Linked DNA regions of Mus musculus: regions 1, 3, 4 and 5 are each linked to region 2. The links are chromatin contacts, called in public HiCAR-type and promoter capture Hi-C maps. All regions are on one chromosome and are shown on one strand. The core of a region is the stretch at or near the end of the contact, and the rest is flanking DNA. Distances in the headings are between cores, read along the strand shown.

Region 1 (2,700 bases), core at 40-2,539, 1.2 Mb before region 2:
GGCAAGGACCCCAAAGAGAGATGAAGTGACTTTCACAACATTAGGTACTGCTAAGAAGTGGTTTGTCACAGTATAAACGCCAGTGTTTCTAGAGTGTTTGAAATAATGGAGCACTGGAAAGTATGTGGAAATGCACATGGACCTCGTCTTTGCCTGGAGGATGTGAGTCACGTGGGCCACTTGGACCTAAGATTTTCAATTCCTTTACAACGTTAAATAATTTTTTTTTCCAGAGCCCAAATTTCACATTTTTTAAGTTTGAGGAATTTTTTTTTCCCGATCTGAGAACACCGAGTCTGTTTCTTTTCTTATTGTCCAGACCTGATGGTAATTATGTTACACCTCAGCTCTGTGTTTACAACGCACTGCCTCTTCCAGTTTGGCCGACAGTTCCTCTCCCTCCACCATCCAATAATGATGATTTTGGATTTTGTTTAGAGAAATGGGTCCAGGGTTCTTTGGTGAGCAATCTCTTTGATTGCAGTAAGTTCAGATACTTAGTTTACTACAGGTCAGTTTACACCTATGTTCTTTACGGAAAGTTTTACTGATCCTAAACCATATTTTCAAAAAAACAAAACCAAACCAAAACAACAACAACAAAAACCAGCAACTGAATAAAAGTTCTAGTGAAATCGGTATCTTTCCACCATTTGTTTAAAACAACCATCTTCATTTCTAATTTAAAGCCCCCCAATGAACCAGATCATGTCCAATTATAAATGCGGTCTCAAATGCGTCTCAAGATTTCCCAGTCCTCCGCTGCCACTCTAGCCCCCCCATCATCCTAATCTTTTCCCGTATCCTCTGAAATTCTTCTTCATAACTCATTTGCTTTTCTGTCTACCCTGAGACTGCAAAGTTCAGGTACCGCTACCGTGCTCACAGCCGCAGCTGCATCCCCAGTGTCTAAAAATTTGCCTGAAGCTGTGACTAAATGAGGAACTATATGCGCTATCTCTTCCTTTCCCTTTAAATAAATACTCTTCAAGAGGCACTACTCCGATTACAACTCCGGGGAGAACTAGGGCATGTAGCTTCCCCATTGGTTTGCAAGACTGGCCGTTGCTCTGGGTAACCACTGTTTCCTACTAGCCTTGCCGTCGTCGCCCCGCCTCTCCTGCTTGGCCCCACCCCAGGACGTCGAGTCCCGGTACTGAGCTGCAAAAACGGCACTGGCCCTTTAAGCCGCCGGGACACTTCTGGTCACGTGGACCGCGGCCACCGGAAGGGGAAGTTTCTCTTGTGATCGCTGCCTAGCTTGTCCGAATTCGGTGGCGCCACGTCCGTCGGTCTCCGCCTCCTGCACAGCGGCTGCGCCTCCACTTTCCCTGGCCAAGCCGGCCGCGGAGCGCGGGGTGGGCACGGGAGGACGCGCGGCGCTGCGCAGCCGGTCACCTGACGGGCGACCATGTCGGACATCGGGGACTGGTTCAGGAGCATCCCGGCCATCACGCGCTACTGGTTTGCTGCCACCGTTGCTGTCCCCTTGATCGGCAAGCTCGGCATCATCAGCCCGGCCTACTTCTTCCTCTGGCCCGAAGCCTTCCTCTATCGCTTCCAGGTAGTAGCTGGCGTAGGGCGGTGGAGACTACAGCCCCCAGGTGTCCCCGCGGCTACGGAACGGGTTCGCCGGGCTGCGGGGCGCGCTGGGGCTGGTGGGATCTGTAGTGCGTCCGCCTCCAGGGGTTTAAGGCTGGGGTCCTTTGGGTCCCGGGAGGTCCTGGGGTCGAGTGTTAAGGCTTAGATAATTTAGAGTCGCGGACTGGCCTGCTAGGACGTGACTCACAATACCTGTCTGGCAAGATTGTACTTCCCGCCTTCCGCACTCTGAAGTGAGAGGTAAGTTGCCATTCTGTTGGCAAATTGGGCCCACCTACCTGAATGTCTTCCTCCCTCCTTCTATCTATGTCGTGGGTGGCGATGCCATCTTAATCAGTGGTGTCTACTTGACATAATTCTGCGTGGGTTGTTAGCGTGTTTACAGTTTCTCTCTCCTCCCTAAAGCAGTGGTGTAAAGGCAGATATTAATAAGAATTAATTTATCTGTATTTCCTACGGGCCCTATCCGATCACCTGGCATATAGCCGTTAAATGTTACCAGTGAATGAATAAACTACTCAGGAAACGGGAGATACTAATTTTCTTAAGCATTAAGGATATTAGTCAAGATTATCATTCTAAGCCAAAGAATGTTAGTTTCCTAGAGGTTATTTTTATTGATTCTGTGATATAAAAATTTAATCAGGGGACGCTCAGATTATATTAGATCTGGATTTCCACACATTCCTTAGCCTTCTCTTTCTACTTTCCACTGGATGTTATTTTCTCGTCTCCTTTGCTGATTTCTCATTTTCCTCACCCAGATGTTGGGATATGCTCTTGGAGTCCGTTATAGGATCCTCTGTAGTCCATCCCTTGGACTTAGATCTTTATCATACAAGGGGCATAAACACATGAATGGGAGACTGTCGGATATGTGAGTATCTTTATTGTAGTGGTGGAAATCACCACCTGGTGACCAGTAGACATATAATCAAATCTCCCTTTCATCTTTGCAAATAGCAACTGTGTTTGCTAGGGGGGTTTAGCAGTCATAGAGACATCCCTGAGTTCTTTTTTTGGGTTTCCTGTTTAGTGCTGGGACTCAAACCCAGAGCATAGCACGTGCTAGCTGAGTGCTCTGCCATCGAGATGCAC
Region 2 (2,700 bases), core at 32-2,531:
CCAAATTTATATTCCGATCTTATCCGAAACACATATACCATACAGCATCAAGATGCGGTAGAACTCAAACGAAGCCCACATCAAGAGCACGAAGAAGGGAAATAAAAGAAAGGAGGGGATGGGTGGGGAAGAACAGAAAAGGAAGTAAAAGGCAAGTAAGGTTTTAGCAGATTTCAGTTTTAGCCTTACTGCGTAAATCCGCTTTCATTTTTTCCTAAACAGCGCCACCTAGTGTCCATTGTAGCTCTCTGAGTTTTTTTTTCCTTTTACCTTTTCCTTTGGGTGGGGGCAGGGGCGGGGACCGCAAGGATCAAGGGAAAAGGGCGCGGATGCCCTAAGGTTGAAAAAAAAAAAAAAAAAAAAAAAAAAAAAAAAAAAAACCCGAGAAAGAAAACTCTCCAGTCTTGGCGTCATTGAAATTTTAAAATGGTATTTTGAAAACATTAAGTAAAAGGCTGTCAAGAGGCAAAAGTAATTTCAGATGTTTTACGAGATGACTGCTTCCGTACACTTTCTCAGGTTTATTGCTATCATCATTATTATAAACTTCCAATCGAGAATCTTTTGTATGTTTTCATGTCTGAGAATCATGAGAAAAAAAGAAATTTAAAAATTTTCCTCATTTCAGTGTCCAGCCCACCCACAGCGAAAACTGCGGGGGGGGGGGGGGGGAGACGTTGACATTTGCCTTTTGCTTAGAAAGTTTAGAGCTGGGAGGAAGAAAGGGTTAACAAATGGCAAACTAGTCGCTCTTTTTAGCGTCCTAGGCCATTTGTGGAGCAAACTAGGTAGCACGGACGTACACACACACACACACACACACACACAACGCGCACACACACACAGAGTCAGTATTCCGCCAAGAGCAGTGATTTAGCCTAAGAGAACCGTTTGGCCTTAAAATCATTTATATGCAACGGGGAGTTTATCAAGTCGAGGGAATCCTTGTAACGCAGACAGACTTCAGCAATATTTGCAGAGCAGGGCTGCCCGCTCCGCGGTCACTGCCTGAGGAGAGGTATCAGGCGGTGGTCAGCATCTGTGCTCCGCGTTTCTCAGCACACGTTAACAATCAAGTTAATTGAATTCATTGGAGTTTAGAAGCGGCCTCTAGCTCAGAGAGGGCTTTGAATGGCCAATTTCTCTCTCTTCCCCCCACTCCTCCCCGCCTCCCATCCCGCCCAGTCCCTCCCCTCCGGGTTCCCCAGTCTACACCTCCCTCCTCCACTCCCCTCACCCCCACTCCCTCCTCCGTCCTATTAAAACACCCACCGGCTCACTTGTTAAGACCCCCTTAAGTTGGAGGAGGCAGAAAGGCAACCACAGCGAAGAAGAAGGAGAAGTCAAGGCGTCTGGAAAGAATTACCCAGTCCTGGCTTCGAGCAGCCCATTGAACGGGGGACTTGAACCAGCCAAAGACTTCTTCATTCTGCTCTTGCTAGACTCTGCTGAGTCTTGACCCGGCTTGTAGGTTGATGTGAAAAGAGATTTTGTGTCGTCGGAGGGAAGGGGATTGGAGCAAATAGCAAAACAGGGGGAAAAGTTAATTTATTTTTAAAGCACATTTAACAAAAAGAATTAGAAGACTTAAGTGCAGCGGAAATAATAAAAGAGAATATTAGTGAAATTTCTTCTCAAAGAGGGGAGAACCAAGCATTTAAGGCTCCCCCATCTTTTTTTTTAAATGTTGTTTTTAAATTTCTTATTTTTTTTGGCCGGTCGTCTCAAATTCATCTGATTTCTTATTACCTCAATTTTGGAAACTTCCTTCCACGACCCTCCGGGACCACACAGACAGGCGGAGGACGAGTCTATGAGCAGGAGCTGAACAAGGTACGTTATACAGACGCGTTTGGGTGAACTTTGAATTCCCTAGATAGATTGGGGGCAGAGAAGAAATTATCAACAGAGCTTTAAAAAAAAAACCAACAACAAAAACCCCCTAGTTTCTATAGAAACATTTGAGGTCTGAAGTGTCCCCCAACTCCCCCCCCTCCCCCCCGCAACAAACTGCCCATGAGGGAATATTGCCAATCACTATCAAGTCTCGCAGCATACCCTGGGTTTTAATCATCCGGTGAAATCCGCTGCCTCTCTGGGCGCACAGGTAACTTGCGTGGCCAAGGAAAGCTGATTGTCCCGGGGTGTACTTTTCCACTGGGCATCTTCCCGAGCGTCAAAGGGGCTCCGGAGTCAGAAAACAAGGATTTCCACTGTGTACGGAAAATTCATCCCACAACTGTCCTTACCTTCCTACCCTTCCCTTCTTTCTCCCTCACCTCCCACCAGTATGTGGGCTGGACACCCTGGCACAGTTCTGTGCGGGGGTGGAGGTGGGGGTACAAACAAAACCGCTCAATTTTGGCTTAGACTGAAAGGGTTAAACGATCCGGGTTTCCAGCTACGTTAGGCTGGAAGAGACCCCAAGGAAAGTCCTGCGCCACCTCCTCGCGCTACCATCCTGGTTCAGCCACTCCCCCCTTTTCCCGGGCCTCCACTCCTTTGCAGTTTCCAAACTCCATTAAAGTGTCAGGCAGCGAGCATCCGGGCACAGCCACCCCGAGAAAGCCTTTCCTGGGGCAAGGGGTCCCTCACGCAGGCATTCGCCGCTGGGGGAGAGAAGAGAGCGCGCATCCCTCCTTGCGCTGGCCGGCCGGCCCGCACCCCTTGGGCAGGGCGTGCGCGCGGACAGCGCTGCGC
Region 3 (2,700 bases), core at 91-2,590, 1.6 Mb after region 2:
TCGTGGTACTTTCATATTCAGGATATTGTTCCATCATTTTTCTTATTCGATCCGATTTTTGTTTTTTTTTGTTTTGTGTGTGTGTGTGTGTGTGTGTGTGTGTGAGAGAGAGAGAGAGGGGGGGGGTCTATTTAGCCTTGACTGGCTTGAAGCTCACTATGTAGACCAGAATGGCCTCGAACTCAGATCCGCCAGCCTCTGCCTCCTGAGTGCTGGAACTAAACTACCCTTTGGCAACTCAGATGTTTTTGCTTGTTGTTTTTCTAGACAATGTTACTCTGTGTAGCCTTGGCTGTCCTGGAACTTGCTCTATAGTCCAGGCTGGTCTAGAATTCAGAGGTCCTCCCTTTGCCTCCTGAGTGCTGGGATTAAAGGTATGGTGCCAGCACTACCTGGCTCATGTCGGTTTTTAACCTGATGGACTGGGGTCACCTTGGCCTCCCTTTTTATTTATTCATTTGTTTGTTTTACAGGAAGGAGTGAGAAACCACCCTCTCTGAAGACAATTATTCCTCTTACTGTTTCAACTTTTATGGGTGGCCAGTCTGCAGGGGTCTGCCGGCAGCATCCCTTAGAGAGCTCGCACATCAGTTTCAGGTGCATGGATGTGAGTCTATGAATGGGTTTTCATCTTAAAACAGTTTCACGTCATTGTAAACTTTGGTCAAGAAAACATCACACCCTGTAATGCTGAGTTAGCCAGACTCTCCCAGGAGCATACCAGGCGGGCTGTTTCTGTGTAGAAGTCTCAAGCGCCACTTAGCACAAATGAAGTATTTAACGAACGGGAGGCAAGCTACCTTCCATCTAGGATGGTCTCGAAGTCCAAACAAATGACATCTTATTCTGCCAGGATCTGGTTCTTGGTCCTGCACAACACTGGGCAGGCTATTTTGGAACCACCATACATACATCAAGCTGGATTCAGACTTTGCCATCTCAAGGCTGCGCCACCATTGGCAAGCATTCTGCTCGCTTCTGCATGACAGGATCGACAGGATCCTGCCTTACTGGGTTGTTTTAACGGCTTAATGAAATTCTGCACAGACATAGCTCATCACGGGACCCACCGCAGCAGGCGAGGAAAAGGAGCTTTGGCGGGAAAGAAGGGGGTGGGCACAGGGTGGCGGAAGGGGTGAGTGCAAGAGCCGTGCTTGGCCCCGTGGGGACCCAGAATTGCTAACAGGACCTTCCTGGAGTCCTCATGGGGGAAACCGTGCTTCTCCCCAGCAACCGGGGACTTGCACGCTGTCAGTGGGCTGCAGAAGGACTCGCGAGTCCAGATACTTTCCGACTTCCTCGGGACACGCCCCGTCCCGCCCCGGAAGTCGGCTCGGGCGGATTTGGCGCGCTTTTGAAGTCCCGGGAGTTTAGGTCGAGGACACACCCCTCTCCGTGCTGCGAGATGTCCCCGCCGAGCGCTTCCCGGAGGACCCGCGAGGAAGTGGACGCGACGCTGCAGGTTGCCAAGCTGAACGCCACCGAGCTGCTGCCCACGGTGCACTGCCTGAGCTTCAGCTCCGGGACCGGCGGCGCGGCCACCGGCGACTTCTGCCTGCTGGAGCTGGAACCAGCACTGTGCCAGCAGCTGGAGGCCGGGGACAGGTGAGCCGGGATGGTGGGGCTCGGGAGCGCCGATTCCCCGGCCTCAAAGAGGCCGCCTACCCGCCCGGCGTAGCCCGGGGAACTCGGAAGGAGGAACTGGTGCAGAGAGTTGCTTTGATTGGGCCCGTACAGGCCGATGGGCGGGTCCTCAGCTTGCTGTCATCTGTCAGGAGGATTCAGCATTTGCTAGACTGCCTTGTTAGCAGGACTCCAGGGAATTTAGAGCCAGGTGTCAGCGGGGGAGTGTCAAGAAGGAAGCTCCAGGGAGCTTTGGAGGGCTCAGTACTGATGCCAAGTACTCCACAGAAACACTCGTTCAATCTCAGAATGTAGTAGCAGTGCCTGTAGAGAGAGTTCTTGGCTTGCCACTTGGGTTTCTTCTCCTTGAACCGCAGATGGGACAAACGAGACAGAAGTTTAAAGCCTAATGCAGACTGCTGCGTGTAGCCCGGGGGTTGGTTGGGGTCACTTACTGAAGATCTGGATCTGTTTTTAATTCCGGGTCAACTACAAAGTTGCTGCCAAGACCTTGGATTTTAAATCCTAGGCTGAGATCATGTCTTTTATGGCAAGCACAAAGCTGAGTGACTGAACTGCAAGTGGGCAAGGCTCTTACTCTCAGAGCTCCCCCTCAGTGACATACTTCCTCCAGTAAGGCTACACCTCCCAACCCCTCCTCAGATAGGGCTGTGGACTGGGGACTAAGTGTTCAAATGTCTGAGCCTGTGTTTGGGGGCGGGGTCCTCTTTCAAAGCACCACACTCCCAAGGTTTAATTTTAAATCTAGAAGCCACAGGATTTGGGACTTATTTTTTCTTTCTTTCTTTCTTTTTTTTTAGATTTATTTATTTATTATATGTAAGTACACTGTAGCTGTCCTCAGACACCCCAGAAGAGGGCATCAGATCTCTTATGGGTGGTTGGGAGCCACCATGTGGTTGTTGGGATTTGAACTCAGGACTCAGGACCTCTGGAAGAGCAGTCAGTGCTCTTAATCGCTGAGCCATCTCTCTAGTCCCCGATTTGGGAGTTATTTAAAGTGAGCTATCCACTAGAGTCTCAATAAGCCATGTCTTTACCCCCCCCCTCCATTTG
Region 4 (2,807 bases), core at 149-2,648, 1.3 Mb before region 2:
CCACGTGCAGCCCTTAAACAACTGCTGCCATTTTAGCACACGCTCTGGTTCAGTTGTTGGGCAGGAGGCTAGAGCTAGCAGGCCTGAGCAGGAGGGAAGACATTCTGAGATCAAATATCTTTCATAAAGAAAAAGCTGGAAGAACTCCTCCTTGCCCGCCTTTGCTCTGCTCTTCCTCCGCTCCTGGAGCAGAGATCTTGAATACACCCATGACACCCCTTTCACCTCTAAAGCTTTGTGTGCCTTATTTTAATCAATACCCATTTTATAGACTGGGTCACACAGCTAGCGAGCCAAGGCAACAGAGCCACACACACGTGGCTCTTGCAGTCCTTCAGTACTGTGCTGACACAGTTCTGGGCATAGACAGGGCATACTGGGATTAGGGCAAGTATAGCCCTTTTTAGGACATTATTTTTTTCCTGGTGATATTAGGAACTTTTCTTATAATTCTCTATAATATCTGAATTTTTCTTAATAAGAAGTATTGCATTTCTGATGAGAAAACAAAACAAAAACCCCAGGTATTAAAAAAGAACTTCTCTGGATGGATCCCACAGTAGCTACTGCCTGGAGGCTCCCTGCGTGGACTCTTCCAATGAGGCTATTGAATATGCACTGAGTTCCACATTTGGTGAGCCAAGGGCAGATGAATTTTGAAATCCGGGGAGGTGGTTTGGGTTGCCCTGTACGAGTCTGTAGAGTAGAAAATAGGGCTGAAGGAAAAACCCTGGAAGCAACTGGTGGAAGAGGAGCAAGTGTGAGGGCAAATAGAAAAGCTTTATTACTAGCTCCACATTAGTGCTCTATAACACAAGCCAGTGTTTTGTCCACGACCTTTACATTCTAGAGTCAAAACGTTTCTTGAAAGTCTCAAAATTCTGCTAGCCTTGATCCAAGTCTTTAAATTGTGATGTCTAGTTTTTTTAGTAAATGCGTGAAGAGTTCTGGTCTCTTCTTCAGAGACCCTGGGCTTTTGAACAAGTTACCTGACTTCTTCAAGCCCAGTATCTCCTTTTACAAGATAAGAATAACCGGGCTCTTCTCACAGTTATTGGGAAAGAAATTTTAGAAATAAAATGCAAAATAAAATGGGGAGAATACTGTCAGTGGTTTAAAGCTGATACTTACCAAGTTAACTGGCTCTCCAGAGACCACGACTATTCGAGGTACTCAGGAGGAACTCACTCTATCCAGCTCTAGACACAAAGAGGTCAAAACCTTTGTTGGGTGGTTTAGGAGGCCCTGGAGTCAGGCAAGAATTTCTGCTCCACCACGGAAATCCCCAGCCGCTGAAAGACTACCACTCCCAGAATGCAACGCTCCGGCCGACAACCCACCGCTTCCGTGTGGGCGGCGCGCCGGTGCCGCTCTACACTCTACCTTGCCTCGGCAGCCTTGGCGCGGCTGCTGTCGCGCGCTTTGGAGGCTGGGTGATGGGCGTCGCTCTAGGTGTCGCCTCGTTTCGAGGTCCAGTTGCACTTCCGCGCGATGGAGACCGGATGCTGGGTGCTGGGCGGCGAATTTGAGGACTCGGTGTTCGAGCAGAGGCCGGAGCGCCGGCCCGAGCCGCCCTCCCCCTACCGCGCCAAGCTCTGCGAGCCGCAGGTGAGACGGCTGCCCCTCTTGCCGCTCCGCTCTGGAGCCGGCCTGCGGCGAGGCCCACCACCGTCACTGTCCACCCGCCCTGCAACCAAGCACGGCGACTTCACTCTTGTACCCTCGGGTTGTCTGTCTCCGTCCCCCACCCTCAACCCACGTGTCCTGCAGGCGGGCCCGGGCTAGCATCACACGCCCCCTTCCTGCCTCCAGCCCCGCCCAGGTGCTCCGCCGTAGCATCCTTGCAGGCCTGCTGGCTGCCTAGAAGAATAAAATAGTTCCAAGCTAATTATGTTTCATCATTTCCTAGTAATGTATTGAGACTTGGATATGTTATTGTTGAGTTGGGATGGCTAGCTATGTGACTAAATGGTTGCAGAGTGCCGAACCTAACGGTGGCTCAAATACCTCGTCTCGAGTGACCCAGTGTTTAAAGAATAGAACAAAGTTTTTCTTACTGTGATGGCCCAGTAGAAGGAGAGGCACTAATTTAGCACGCTTATGATGAGCCTTGATACTCAGTGAAGTGTATTTCTCAGAATACAACCAAGCTATTACAATGTTAACTGTACTGAGTCAACAGAATTTAGAGACTTTCTTCAGCCTCAGCAGGTTTTATTGTAAAAGAGAATAGGAGATGCTTCTTTGGGGCTGGAAAATTGGGCATGCAGAATGCTTTTCATCCTTTTTTTTTAATTCTTTCTTGGTAGTTACATCTGGATCTCACCTTATGTCCAGTGGGTTTACATCAGAAGAGGTCGTCTTACAGATGTGTCCTCAGATCCTCCAAATCTTTGTCTGGGATGCACAGAAACCTGACTCCAGTTAAAATTTCCTGTGCTCTGTGTGCCTTTGTAGCATTTTTATAATAGGACCATCGCCATAATCACAGTTTCCTACGTCTTGTGCACAATTTTGTCAGTCCCTATTCACTCTCAATTGCTCTAAAAGAAAGCAGATAGCACTTTAAGAGTCACTGGACTGCACTTGGTGATGTCATTTCCAATAACTTCACTGTGGTTGAAACCGTGTGCTTTTATTTATTTTTTAAATCTGTCATTGACATGTATAGACATGTGATCATTACAACTTTTATTTTTTAAAACCACGTTCATTTATTTGTGTGTGGGTGAGAGAGCCATGGCACTGTGTGGCGGTCAGGGGACAAACTGCAGTTGTTGATTCTTTCCTTCCACCACATGGGGCCC
Region 5 (2,700 bases), core at 96-2,595, 1.6 Mb after region 2:
ACTTCCTCAAACTGAACACTGCAAAGCCAAGTGCTTTACCAGACCTCCAGGAACCTCTGTAACACTCTCCTTCCAGTCTGGAAACAGCCATCTAGAAACCGAAATAAGCCGGAAAAATCAAGCCAAGAGCTAGAGGGAGCTAGCACACTTCTTTCAGGTGGGACTGGGCTCGCGGTTCAAGTTCTGGCAGAGCCGGATTCATTTGGAGTGGCAATCTGATTTACAACCCCCAATATCAAGGCAGCTGCGGAAGCACAAGTCTTAAGCATATGCCCAAGAAAAAGGAACAGGAAGCGATGGGAATGTCAAAAGAGCCCTGGGGGTAAGTGCTTGTTCCTGGATCTGTGAGATGGGAAAGTGGTAATTCTAGGAAAAGTGCGCGGCGGTGGGCCAACTCCGGGGTCCCAAACGTGGGCACTGAACAAGGTACTTTCACGCCCCCTTGCGGACCCAAGTGACACCTGAAACCAAGTGTGCCAATCAAGGGATAGGTAAAGAACTGGGAAAGGTTTTGGAAGAGAAGCAACCCGTCAAAGCACTCGCAGATATGCTCCAGGTTTTACATAAAAGTAACCTGAAGCTCCAATGAGGGAAGCATGTCTTGCTAGAAAAAAAGGAAAGCTGAACCGAAGGCACTCATGGGTGCTGGAGCCTTCTATCTGGAAGCGCAGGGACTGGGGTCCCATCCGAAATCTCTTCTTTTTGGAGCGAGCAGACTAGACAGTCATCAGGAACACCTGGCAAGGGGGTTTGCACGCACTGAGTGGTGGCGAGTCGGAGGGACGCATGGCTGCAGCAGTCCAGCTAGGGCGCAGCCTGCACCGCGCGTTCCCGGCATCGGTCCCCGCAGCCTGGCTGAAGCTGCTAGCCTCCGGGCTGCAGTAGCCAGGCACCCGTGCAGCGCGACCCAACCATCCCACTCGCTCGCAACTGTCCCTACGCCCCGCGCGACACGCCTGCCACGAGCCAGATGGCGTGTGCGCTCCGGACCGCGGCGGGCATAGGGCAATCGAGAGCCCATCTACTGAGTGCCTTTCCTTACCGGAGCTGCTCTCCCGTAACTAGGACTTCAGCCATGCGTTCCAGCTCTCTCTGCTGCACCCCGCCGCTCCCGCCGGCGTTGCTGTCGCTGCTACCACTGCCGCCGCTGCTGCCCTCTTCCATGTTCCTGACCGCGCGGTTGCCACTCTGCCTTTGCTGTCCCGGCGGGTGCGCCTGGCGTTTGGATCAATGTGCCCTCCCCGAGGCCGCCCCGGCCATCTTTGTTCCGGGCGGTGCCGTGGCTCAGACGCGATTGGCTGGTGAGGGAATCCCTGCGGGTAAGCAGGAGAAGTCGGCGAGTCCGGGTCTGGAACTTCGGCTTGGGGGCGTGGCCTGGGCTCTCTCATGGTCGGGGGGCGGGGACAAGGAGAAAAATAAAAACATCGGGGCGGAGCTCTGAGCCCTGAGTTTTTGCAGGAGGTTGAGCCTTTCGCTCCTCTTTTATATTTCCTTTTTCACTCCCAAACTCATGCTGGGGAATGTTGCAGTTTTTCTCCATTTTCCATACTAGAGTTGTAGAGAATAAAAATGAGAACAGATTACTCAAAAACGGAGCAGTTGAGGATATTGCTGAAGGGCATTTCAGGCTACCTGATCCCTTTCCCTATAGACCATCTACTACTACCCTATGGTGGAGTCAATAAAGGATCCTGCCCTGCGGTTCAAAAAGACTAAGAACCTGGCTTCATTACTTTGGTTTCCTACCTAAATGCTCTTAATCCCTTTTTTACACTAGTTGTAGCTATCACTTGTCCACATCTGCTGCATTAAAGATGTTTTAGATAAATTGCTACCCTCTTGTGTTTCCCATATCATTCCTTTTACGTCGGGAAGGCAACTCGGAGGGGTGAGGTAACTTGTCTCAGGCAAGCAGGCAAGAGCATTCTCAGTTTTAGGTTATGTTTTTAAAACAACTCTATCTTGGCAGGCATGGCGACACACTTATGTTCCCAGAACTTCAGAAGATGATCATGAGTTTGGACCAGACTGGGATAAGAAGATACCTTGTCTCATAAAACAAACTAAAACCAAAAACAGCTTAACTGACAAAAGCAAGCAATACAATAAACCGTTAGAAGAGCAGGTTAGGGGCTGGAGAGATGGCTCAGCTGTTAAGAGCACTGACTCACTCCTCTTCCAGGTGTCCTGAGTTCAAATCCCAGTAACCACATGGTGGCTCACAACCATCTGTAATGGGATTTGATACCCTCTTCTGGTGTGTCTGAAGACAGCCACATCGACAGTGTACTCACACATATAAAATAAATAAATCTTTAAAAGAAGAAGAGGAGGAGGGGGGGGTGAGGAGGAGGAGGAGAAAGAGGAGGAGGTTAAACATATTTGAATGGCCGAGCTGGTCTACCATGTTCATTAAAAGTCATCACTGTGTCTCTTCGTTTTTAGTTTGTAAACTTCAACATAGCTTGACTGGGAAGTCATGGCTTCCGCGGCCATACACATTTGTTGAAGTATCTTTGGATTTGCCTTTTGGAAGATACAGGTACTTGTGTCTACGATAACTGTCACAATCTTCAGGAAGTGTCAGTATATAACAAAACATATGCTGCTGTGAATGTTACTTGACATTCCTGAAGACTAGGCTCTGAACCTGCTAGGGTCACAAAAGTAGAGCATTTAGTACTTTGCAAGGTCCATTCT

Evidence for each region. Promoter capture Hi-C pulls out the DNA fragments that hold promoters and counts their contacts. HiCAR-type assays count read pairs that join an accessible place to other places.
Region 1: a contact with region 2 is called in a HiCAR-type map of astrocytes, with 3 times the contacts expected there. The contact joins the promoter of Derl1 here to the promoter of Has2 in region 2. A contact is called at or near these places in 3 of 39 promoter capture datasets (3T3-L1-derived adipocytes, cranial neural crest and hippocampal neurons) and 1 of 115 datasets of contacts at active chromatin or transcription factors (astrocytes).
Region 3: a HiCAR-type map of astrocytes shows a contact between it and region 2, with 4 times the contacts expected there. The contact joins the promoter of Dscc1 here to the promoter of Has2 in region 2. A contact is called at or near these places in 3 of 39 promoter capture datasets (embryonic stem cells, hippocampal neurons and stem cell-derived epiblast-like cells) and 1 of 115 datasets of contacts at active chromatin or transcription factors (astrocytes).
Region 4: a contact with region 2 is called in a promoter capture Hi-C map of cranial neural crest. The contact joins the promoter of 9130401M01Rik here to the promoter of Has2 in region 2. A contact is called at or near these places in 2 of 39 promoter capture datasets (the 3T3-L1 cell line and cranial neural crest).
Region 5: a contact with region 2 is called in a HiCAR-type map of astrocytes, with 2.6 times the contacts expected there. The contact joins the promoter of Deptor here to the promoter of Has2 in region 2. A contact is called at or near these places in 3 of 39 promoter capture datasets (embryonic stem cells, hippocampal neurons and stem cell-derived epiblast-like cells) and 1 of 115 datasets of contacts at active chromatin or transcription factors (astrocytes).

Annotation. Positions count from the first base shown.
Region 1 is chr15:57,891,007-57,893,706 of GRCm38.p6, reverse strand. It overlaps Derl1 (Der1-like domain family, member 1), which reads left to right and starts at 1,289. Exons shown (of 8, transcript NM_024207.4): 1 at 1,289-1,564. The coding sequence starts at 1,412.
Region 2 is chr15:56,693,127-56,695,826 of GRCm38.p6, reverse strand. It overlaps Has2 (hyaluronan synthase 2), which reads left to right and starts at 1,281. Exons shown (of 4, transcript NM_008216.3): 1 at 1,281-1,833. It overlaps Has2os (hyaluronan synthase 2, opposite strand), which reads right to left. Exons shown (of 4, transcript NR_002874.2): 2 at 2,059-2,213; 3 at 1,750-1,872; 4 at 1,367-1,464.
Region 3 is chr15:55,089,131-55,091,830 of GRCm38.p6, reverse strand. Dscc1 (DNA replication and sister chromatid cohesion 1) reads left to right here and starts at 1,340. Exons shown (of 9, transcript NM_183089.3): 1 at 1,340-1,605. The coding sequence starts at 1,406. All of the region lies in intron 2 of Gm41325 (a long non-coding RNA gene), which reads right to left.
Region 4 is chr15:58,032,885-58,035,691 of GRCm38.p6, reverse strand. 9130401M01Rik (RIKEN cDNA 9130401M01 gene) reads left to right here and starts at 1,398. Exons shown (of 6, transcript NM_029418.4): 1 at 1,398-1,608. The coding sequence starts at 1,492.
Region 5 is chr15:55,110,962-55,113,661 of GRCm38.p6, reverse strand. Deptor (DEP domain containing MTOR-interacting protein) reads right to left here and starts at 1,345. Exons shown (of 9, transcript NM_145470.3): 1 at 1,043-1,345. The coding sequence starts at 1,164. Gm9920 (predicted gene 9920) reads left to right here and starts at 80. Exons shown (of 5, transcript NR_045093.1): 1 at 80-322; 2 at 1,066-1,319; 3 at 2,446-2,542.